Linked DNA regions of Pan troglodytes: region 1 is linked to region 2. The links are chromatin contacts, called in public Hi-C maps. All regions are on one chromosome and are shown on one strand. Each heading gives the region's core, a stretch centred on a gene start, on an enhancer-like site or on the middle of the called end of the contact. The rest is flanking DNA. Distances are from core to core; before and after follow the strand shown.

Region 1 (4,669 bases), core at 394-2,893, 250 kb before region 2:
GTGACCCTCTACAGCTCCCCTTAATCTACAAGGACTGAGAGTAGAGGAGGATGGTTGCCCTGAATGCAAGTCAAGGTGTGATTGATCAGATAAGGGTGAAAGGATGTTAGGTAGGAAATGCAAGGGCAGGTCCTATGGAAGTGAGTAATCTGGCCAAGTACAGAGCTGAAAGGTGCCAGAGCCAGAGTCAAAGCCAGGTCTGCCCAACTCCAGAGCCCATGGGCCTGGCCAGTGGGCCACTGGCAAGGGCTCTAAGGGAGACACCAGGGGGCGCTGGCACAGGCAGGGGTGGGCTGGCCGAAGGGAAGCTTTCCCTGGTTAGAATGGAAGGGGGTGGGCAGGAAGGATAGTTCTTCCTAGGGAAGGTGGTAGTTGGAGCTTCCCTTAAGGGAGAGGGCATGACTGGTGAGGCTGGAGGAGCAAGTGCTATCTGGGTCCCTCAAGAAAAGGGTGCGGGGAGCCTGAGTGTTTAGGACAGAGAAGAGCATGAAGGTATTTCTTCTGGGCCTGATGGAGAAGGGCACGAGTTGGTGACTGCTATGTGGGGATGGTGCATTGCTTCCAAGGTGACTGAAGCAATGCCACCAAAGCAGTGACTGCCAGTGGACATGCCTGGGAACACCCCCCCCCTCCCCCGCCCCCAGCAAACTCCAAAGCCCTGGAAAGAGGGGTGCAGCAGTGCCTCTGTGCCCACCAGAGAGCTTCCCACCTCCATATTCTGGCATTGGCCACTTCCCCATCCTTGGCGTCTTTGGACCCTGCTCCCGTCACAATGCTTCCTCCTCTAGGAAGCCTTCCCTGACTGCCTCCCTCTGGGCTCCACCTACATCCCTGGCTGATCTTTTCTTTCTCTGTGCTTTTAAAATGTTCCTACCCTCTAAACTGGGTTTTGACTTCCCTGTGTCTTGTGCTGTAGTTGCTCATTCCTGTCTCTCAAAGCTTCAAGCACTTTATAAGTTAGGAGAGAAAGACTATGTGTTGTTTTTCTTTGAGTCACCCGTGGGCCCCACCAGCACCTCAGATGCCATGCTGGCTGACTGGGTGACTAGGTGAGAGAGTGAACAGGTGAATGCATGAATTCATGAATGCATGAATGAATGAATGACATGTGGGAGAGCATCTCCTGGAGTGTGAGCTATGAGCTGTGTCAGCCCAACTGTTGGCCCTTTCAGCATCTGTTGAAGGAAAGCTGCTAAACCTAGTGAACCCAGGGCAGCAGGACTCTCTCCTCCCCCTAGGGGTGGGGTGTGAGCTGGGGGGTGGGTGGGGAAGCAGGCAGAGAAAGAGAGGAAGTCAGGCAGGTTCATGAGAAGGCAAAGTAACACAGGAAAACGTGGCTGGCTCCCGTGCCAGCTATGGCTGAGCGAGAGAGGTGTGGAAGTAAGAGGAAGCGTTTCTCCCCTGGCGCTCTGACAAACATGAAGAGGCAAACATTTAAAAATGCATCCCGTTCTCAAGCCAAGGAAAACTGAAAGGCCCCTGAGAAGCTTCTTGACTGGGGGCTTATTCTCCACCTTAAATTTCGCCAGCTGGAATCCTTTTGAAGTGCAGAAATTGCCTTTAAGTGGGGAATGTGCATTGCATTACAGGGAGGGAACAAAAGGCTGCCTCGGTCTGTCCCGCTCTCCCTGGAGTTTCCAATCAGGCTTGGCCCAGGCACTATTTCTTCTCCTCACAAAGCAGGTGGCCCTGAGTGCCCTATCCACCTGGGCCAGTGCATTTCATGCCAGCCCAGGCCTCTAGCCGCAGCCTCCCAGGGAGCACCTTCTCGCCCTCATTGGCCCATGGTGGAGACACAAGTTTCAACCCAAATTTTCTAGAGGCCTGGAACTCTCCTCTCTATAAGAGACCTCGGAACTCACAGGTCCACCGCCCCCACCAACCCTTCTCTGTATACACAGAGCAGAAAAATACAGGCTGCTGCAGTCACAAAATGATTAGCCGAGGAAGGACAGGGGGCTCCCAACACCCACAGCAATTCTAGAAGAACAGCCCCTAATGGATGGAGCAGAGACGTCTTCCAGTAGACTACATGTGGAGTCTCCTCTCCTACATGTGGAAGCGGTCAAGTGCAGGCCCACTGGCTCAGGGGACTGCAGCCGCCACGGACTATTTGGTGTTAGGGATGTGCGGTGACTCACTTCGTAAATATTACTGAACACACTGTGCATCAGGCACCATGTCAGTGCTATTGATTCAGAGACGAAAGACACTATCACGGAGCTTGCAGTATAGCTGGGGAGATAGACAGGTAGTGGGCAAGCATGGGGACACAGGGTGTCAGTGAGCCAGGACCCAGCAAGGGACAGATGGGAGCCAGGATGGTGAGGTGAGGGATGAGGCTTGTGGTGGGGTCGGGGGTCGGGGCGGGTAGGGCAGGGGCACATCCATGGTTAGGAGCCAAGAACTTCATGGCCCTGGTGTGGAGTTTAGAGTTTATCTTAAAGTTTGGCTGGTGGCTGGGGGAGGAGAGTCACCATTTGATTTTTAGGCTGGTAAATGTGATCAGATTTGCAATTTGGGAAGGTCACTCCAGCAGCAGGTGGAAGAATGGAAGAAAGGTAAGATTGAAGGCAAGGTGCCCACCCTGCAACCTAGGTGATGGCATGGACCATGGGCTGGGCTTAAAAGATGTTAAGGATGGGGAACCCATAGAGCTTGGGGGCTGTGGGGATATTGGGGAGAGGGAGAGTCCAGATGACCCTCGGGTTTCTGTGATGAGCAGGCGAGTGGGTAACAATGAGGTTGAGTATATAATTTCTCATCTAAGACAGGACCCTTTTGAGACTAAAGGGGGGTGCTGTTAATAGTTATGCCAGGACAATGTGTGTCATTAGGCACGGCGCTGGCAAGCTGGGGTATATGTTAACTCTAATAACGGTGCCTTCACCAAGAAGGGGACACAGAGAAGCACTGGGTTTTTTACAGGGATGGCAGCCATTGGCACCGAATTCTGCACAGAAACCCATAGAGTTTGAGGAGGCTGTAGCATCCAGAGGTAGCTGCCCGAGAGGCAGGTCGGCCATCTGACTCCAGAAGAGAAGGCAGGGCTGGGCACCTGGGTCTGCATCCTCAGTGTTCCAGCAGGGGTGGACTCTGAGAGGCAGACAGGTTTACCTGTGGGTAGGCTCTGCTATGCTCAACAGCAGCCAGCCAGAGAGGTTGGGTGAGGCCACAGGAAATGCACGCTCTGCCTTACCCCAGCAAGCTACTGGTTACCCGTGTGAGGGGACCAAGGAGTGAATGAGGAGTGGATCCCATGGAGTAGGCTATTCACACCACCGCTTTGCCAGGGGAGAAGAGATGCCTGCGAATATTTAAATGCTGGCAGGGGCTGGGCACAGTGGCACATACTGGGCACAGTATGTGTTCAGTAATATTTACGAAGTGGGTCACATCTCTAATCCCAACACTTCGGGAGCCCAAGACAGGAGGATTTGCTTGAGGTCAGGAGTTAGAGACCCCATCTCTACAAAAAAATGAAGTTAACCAGGCCTCATGGTGGTTGATGCCTGTAATCCCAGTACTTTGGGAGGCTGAGGTGGGCAGATCACTTGAAGTCAGGAGATCAGCCTGGCCAACATGGTGAAACCCCATTTCTACTAAAAATACAAAACTTAGCTGGGTGTGGTGGCACATGCCTGTAATCCCAGGTACTTGGGAGGCTGAGATAGGAGAATCACTTGAACCCAGGAGGCAGCGGTTGCAGTGAGCCTAGATCGCGCCACTGTACTCCAGCCTGGGCAACAGAGCAAGACTCTGTCTCAAAAAAAAAAAAAAAAAAAAAAAGTAGCCAGGCCTGGTAGTTCACACCTGTAGTCCTAGGTACTGGGGAGGCTAAGGTGGGAAAATCACTTGAACCCAGGAGTTCAAGGCTGCAGTAGGCTAAGGAGCTATGATTGTGCCACTGCACTTCAGCCTGGGCAATGGAGCAAGACCCCAACTCTAAATAAATAAATAAATTCTGGCAGGAAGGAGCCAATAAAAGGGCAATGTCAAAATACAGCAGAAGGAGGGGTTGAGGGGTCGACTGGAAATGCTCATTCCAAGGTGATAAACGGTGTGGATGGTGGGAGTTAGGAGGAAATTTCAAAGGGTGTCCAGCTCCTTTGGAGCCAATGGGACCTGGCCACTGACTGGAAGTCAGGGGTGGGAGGTGCAGGAGATGCTTCTGAGGGAAGAGGAGGAGGAAGGGGATAGTGGGCAGGAGGGGCGCAGGTGTGGCCGCAGGGGCTGGAGGGGGCTGCCCTATGCTGGCCCTGGGAGCTGGAGCTCAGCCAGCCAAGCCCCTACTGCAGGGGGAAGAGGCAATGTCATGAAATTGCAGGGTGGAAGGACTTTGGGGCAGAGCGTGGGGAATGATGATGTCACGGACATCGCAGAAGAAGTAAAGGTGCACAGAGGAAGGAGGTGCAGGGAAGAGGCAGGAATGGGGAGCAGGAGTCACCAGGCTCCACTGCTGGGAGAGGCTGCATGGGGCCAGGCTGGGGAAGAGCCACTGGATCTGGATCGTTCCAGGACTGCGGGCTGGGAGCAAAAGGTAAAGTCAGGACAGGGTAAGGGGCCACCCTGGGGAGATCACCAGTGCATCAGGTGAGGGTTTAGGGAAGAATTCATGAGATGCCACTGTATTTGGTGCCGAGCACCTAACTGGAGTTTCATGGATGGG
Region 2 (4,049 bases), core at 1,188-3,687:
GAAAAGTTGGGGGCTGATGGTGGAGCAGGTTCTGCTGCTGCTTTTCCTCTCGTAAACAGCTTTGTCCCAGAAGTAGACCTCTGCCACCTGAACAGTCTTTTAACTTCAGGCTCAGACTTCTGGGGAAGAATCAGTATTTACAAGGCTTGAAACCAGGAGTATCCACCTCTACCCAAAGCACCTCCACTCTCAGCTTCTACTTAGAAACCCAATTTTCTCTTTTCCATTCCTTCCCTGCAGGGGCAGGATCAATCTGTACCATGCTGTCCCTTTGGTTATAAATAAGAAAGACATAGCTCCCGACCCTGCAGGCTGAGTTTTTCACAACAGTGGGAAGTGTTTGTGTGTCTCCATGTTCAGCTCCCCAGGGATCAATGCCTCATGGCACAGCAGGCTCATGGAGGAACACAGGATAGCAGGATGCCTGACTGTCCCTCCTCAGCCCAGTGCCCCTCTAGCTGAGCGAATGAGCCACAGGTAAGGAGACCAAGCAGGCACATTCCAGACAGACTCCTGGGAGGACACCATTCTTTTTAGTAACCTCAAAGATCCTGCTGGCTGCATTAAAGATTTCGAGGTGACCTGTCAACAGCACAGCCCCAGAAAAATTCATATTTAGCTTTATCCAAGATATCACCAGTTCCTCAGACCTGCCCACTTCTCTGGGCTTGCCCCTCTGTTCACCTGCCTTTCCCATTCTCCTATTTCCCCAGGGCCTCTAGAGTCAACAAGACAGCTGACTTGGAACCTTGCAATGTTGGATACTTTGGGATGTGATCTACTCACTCCATCTTATAGATGAGGGGACCAAGGCCACAAAGGGGATGTGACTTATCTGAGGTCAGTTATAGTGTCAAAGGTTGAACTGGAAATAGAGCCCCAGACTCCTCCAGACTTGTAGTCCAGAACTTATCCATTCTAGTCCTCTAGGATGTGTCTGCTGCCCTCCAGCCCTGAAACAGACTTCTACTAGTATACAGCAGTTACCTAGGCTAAAACGTTTGGAAATATTTATCCCTGTGGGGCATAACTGAGGGAGGCAGAACATGGGGAAGGGAGGAAGCAGGTGGGAAAACTATTCACAGGTGCTAACTGCCAGGAGGCTCCTAAACCCACAACAGCCCTTCCATCCATCACACTCTCTGCAAAGCAGCGAGGACTCTCTCTTTCCCTTTACCCACACTCTCTGCCCAGGCTACCCTTTGGTGACTTCTGCTCTTCCTCTTTACTCTTCAAGGCTGCTCTTGTGCTCATTTTGGCCTGTTTCCTGAGGAACAACATGGTAATGAAGCTGATCTGCATGATGTGCTTGGGGACCCAACCTCCATTGGAAACTTCAATTGAGTCAAACTATGGACTCTCAAGAATGGAAACAGAAAACACAAATGAGAGACTGCATCCTGTGGCCCACCCTCCTACCTCTCCTGCTCAAGCCCTCTACTCCACCCTAGGAGGTCAAAACAAATCATACACTACTTCTGCTCTAGGTCATTGGTCATATTTTTCCCACTAGGTCATTGATTAGCAACCCCCTAAGCAGTCCCTGAAACAATCCCGGTCCATCTGAGGAAGGAGAATTCCTAGAGAGAAGGTCACTGGGGGCCCAGCAGCACCTGCACAGGCCTCACTGCCTTCTTGTCTCTCTTCCAAGGCAGGGAGGTACTTAGCAGTGAGGAAACCAAGTCAGCCCAGAATCCCAGGCAACTTGTGAGCCACTAAGGCCCTGAATTCTGACTTTGGGAGACCCGAGGCAAGTCAGCTGCTTGCTTGGTCCTGTCTGTGTCTTAGCCATGGTAAGCTCCCTCTGCCTGGAGCCTCGTCACCCCTCATCTCAGATTCACCTGGCTAGCCCTGATTCTGCCTTGAGGGCTTGGCTTACACACTGGCTCCTCCTGGAAGCCTTCCCCAAAACCCCATGTGCTGCTTCAGGGTCCCCTTCCAGGCTGCCACCACACCTCATTCTATCCTATCCTATAGCATGATTATAATTGCCTGCTTGTCTCTCCCTCCAGGAAAGTAGCTCTGGGAAGGAACAAGAGCAGGGCAGATACTTCTTTGAGATAGCTGTATCCTAAGATTGGCTCGGTACCTGACACTAATATTAGTGCAACTAGTATTAGTTAAATGAAGGAATAGAACGAATGGGGCAATTTACATCATTTGAGTCCTGTAGAGGAGACCAAAGGGAAGGGCTGAAAGGCAGGGAACAACTCATACTCTGCATCTTATTGTGTTGAATAAATCTACGAAACATTCCAACCTGAAAAGCACCTATCTATTGATATTCAGAGCCCTGTGCCATCTTGGAAGGGAAACGTCCGTTTGTTTGTAACAGGTAATGCATGTGTGGTGTACAAACTGTAAAAGATAGGAAAGAGCATTCAGAGAATGTAAGTTTTCCACTTTCTCCATCCCAAATGGCTCCTTCTCCCACAGGCAATTGCTGCCACTGTCTCTGGATTAGAAACCACTTGACAGAGGGGACAGCCCGGCTAAGGGCCCTGCATGGTCAGGTGAAGAGATCTTTAGGAGTCAGTGTTGAAGGCAGAAAACGCCCCCAGAGGTTCCCCTCATCCCCCGTTGCAGCCTGTGTGTCTAAGCGCTTGGCCAGAGCCAGAGGGTCGCCGGCAAGAGAAACTCCGCGGCGAGCACGCAGCAGCAGAAGGGTTAACGCGCCGGGCTCCGCCTCCCAACCGCCTCTTCCGGGCAGAGAGGCGGGCTTACGTCACTTCCTGGAGACTGGTTGAATCCGGAAGTGACCCTAGAGGAACGAGTTGTGGCTGAGGACCCCGGCGGCAGACGCAGGTTCGGGACCATGAGCTGGTGAGTGAGGCCCAGGCGGCGGGAGCTGCTGGACCCGTGGACCCGCGGACCCGCGAGGCCCCTGGCCCTGTGTCAGTGCCGCGTCCCGGCTCCCTCCGGTCCCTTGCGACCCCTCCGCCCCAGAGCAAGGCCCGACAGCCCCTGCCCTAGGGTCGTTCCCTCGGTGCTTTCCGGAGTCGCAATCTCTCAGCAGGACTCCCGGGGAGAGTGGCGGATGATCCTCTTAGCCTGAGACTCCGCGTCTGACCCGTTTTGCCGGACTCGCGTCCTCCTAGCTCCTTGAAGTGAGGGACTTCCTTGTTCCCTCCTTTTTTAAACACCCATTGAGGTGGAGTCAGTGTCGTCTTTCTCTCCTGTGGGCATCTCTGCCCCGCGCCAGTCCCTCCAGAGCTGTGGCCCTCGCTGTGGCAGCCTGGACCCAGTTCACTAATCAAAACCCACTCCCTTCTGGGTAACTATCCTCTTTGCACGACTTAGCAGGCTTCAAAAGACAAGGAAAACTTGCTTCTCTTTTTAAAGGGGCCAGAATTACACTCCGCACACACCCTTCCACTGTGGGATTGGACTGGTTTTAATCATTCCAGGGCTATTACTCACTGCCTGCCCTCTAAATAGGCATGGTTAAGTTTAAACTTATGGGAACTATCATGCCATGAGAAAAGAAGCCAGGGAGTCTTAGAGTAATAGAGTCACAATTCCAGTTGCTGCAGTATGATGTGATACTTGGGTCATAGTAGACACTTCATAATGGTGTATTTATTTTGTAAGACTCAGTTTGCCCAAAAGGCAATCCCCATTTGTTGCTCTCGATTATTTATGTTCACAGGAGAGAATTGTGACTTGCCTGCCTTCCTGGGGTTTTCTTAGAGGTTAGAGAATACTCATATGCAGGACCTTACCTTACCATCAGGCCCAAGGACCTATATAGCCACAACCCTGGACCTCAGGGGATTCAACTATAGTGTGTGAATAAATTGAGCCCCAGAGATGTACAAGATTAATCAGCCCATGGACATAGGGAACATATTTGCCACTCTGTCCTCAGAGGCTAGTGTGTTTGTTTATGCAAAGCGCATGATAACCAGTTATGAATGAATTAAGATAACAGAATGTCCTTCAGGAAGGCTTTTGCAGCTTAATTTTGGCCATCAGTGGAGAACACAAGCAGCTGATATCAGTCAGTGTCAGGGATACTTCTCTAAAGTAAAATGCGAACCATCTGTCCC

The links. Hi-C and Micro-C count contacts between places; a contact is called where the count stands out from the background.
Region 1: a Hi-C map of induced pluripotent stem cells shows a contact between it and region 2, with 2.1 times the contacts expected there. The contact joins the enhancer-like site here to the promoter of BIN3 in region 2. A contact is called at or near these places in 3 of 7 Hi-C or Micro-C datasets (blood, induced pluripotent stem cells and stem cell-derived neural progenitor cells) and 1 of 1 datasets of contacts at active chromatin or transcription factors (stem cell-derived excitatory neurons).

What each region holds. Positions count from the first base shown.
Region 1 is chr7:31,242,680-31,247,348 of NHGRI_mPanTro3-v2.0_pri, reverse strand. All of the region lies in intron 3 of PEBP4 (phosphatidylethanolamine binding protein 4), which reads left to right. Among named protein-coding and RNA genes, the nearest start is that of PEBP4, 26 kb to the left of the region's middle. Within about 2 kb of position 1,643, at least 3 of the 24 cell types and tissues checked have an H3K27ac peak or open chromatin away from gene starts, as enhancers often do. A contact at or near this core is called in induced pluripotent stem cells and stem cell-derived neural progenitor cells, where this site is marked.
Region 2 is chr7:30,996,787-31,000,835 of NHGRI_mPanTro3-v2.0_pri, reverse strand. It overlaps BIN3 (bridging integrator 3), which reads left to right and starts at 2,437. Exons shown (of 10, transcript XM_054657306.2): 1 at 2,437-2,823.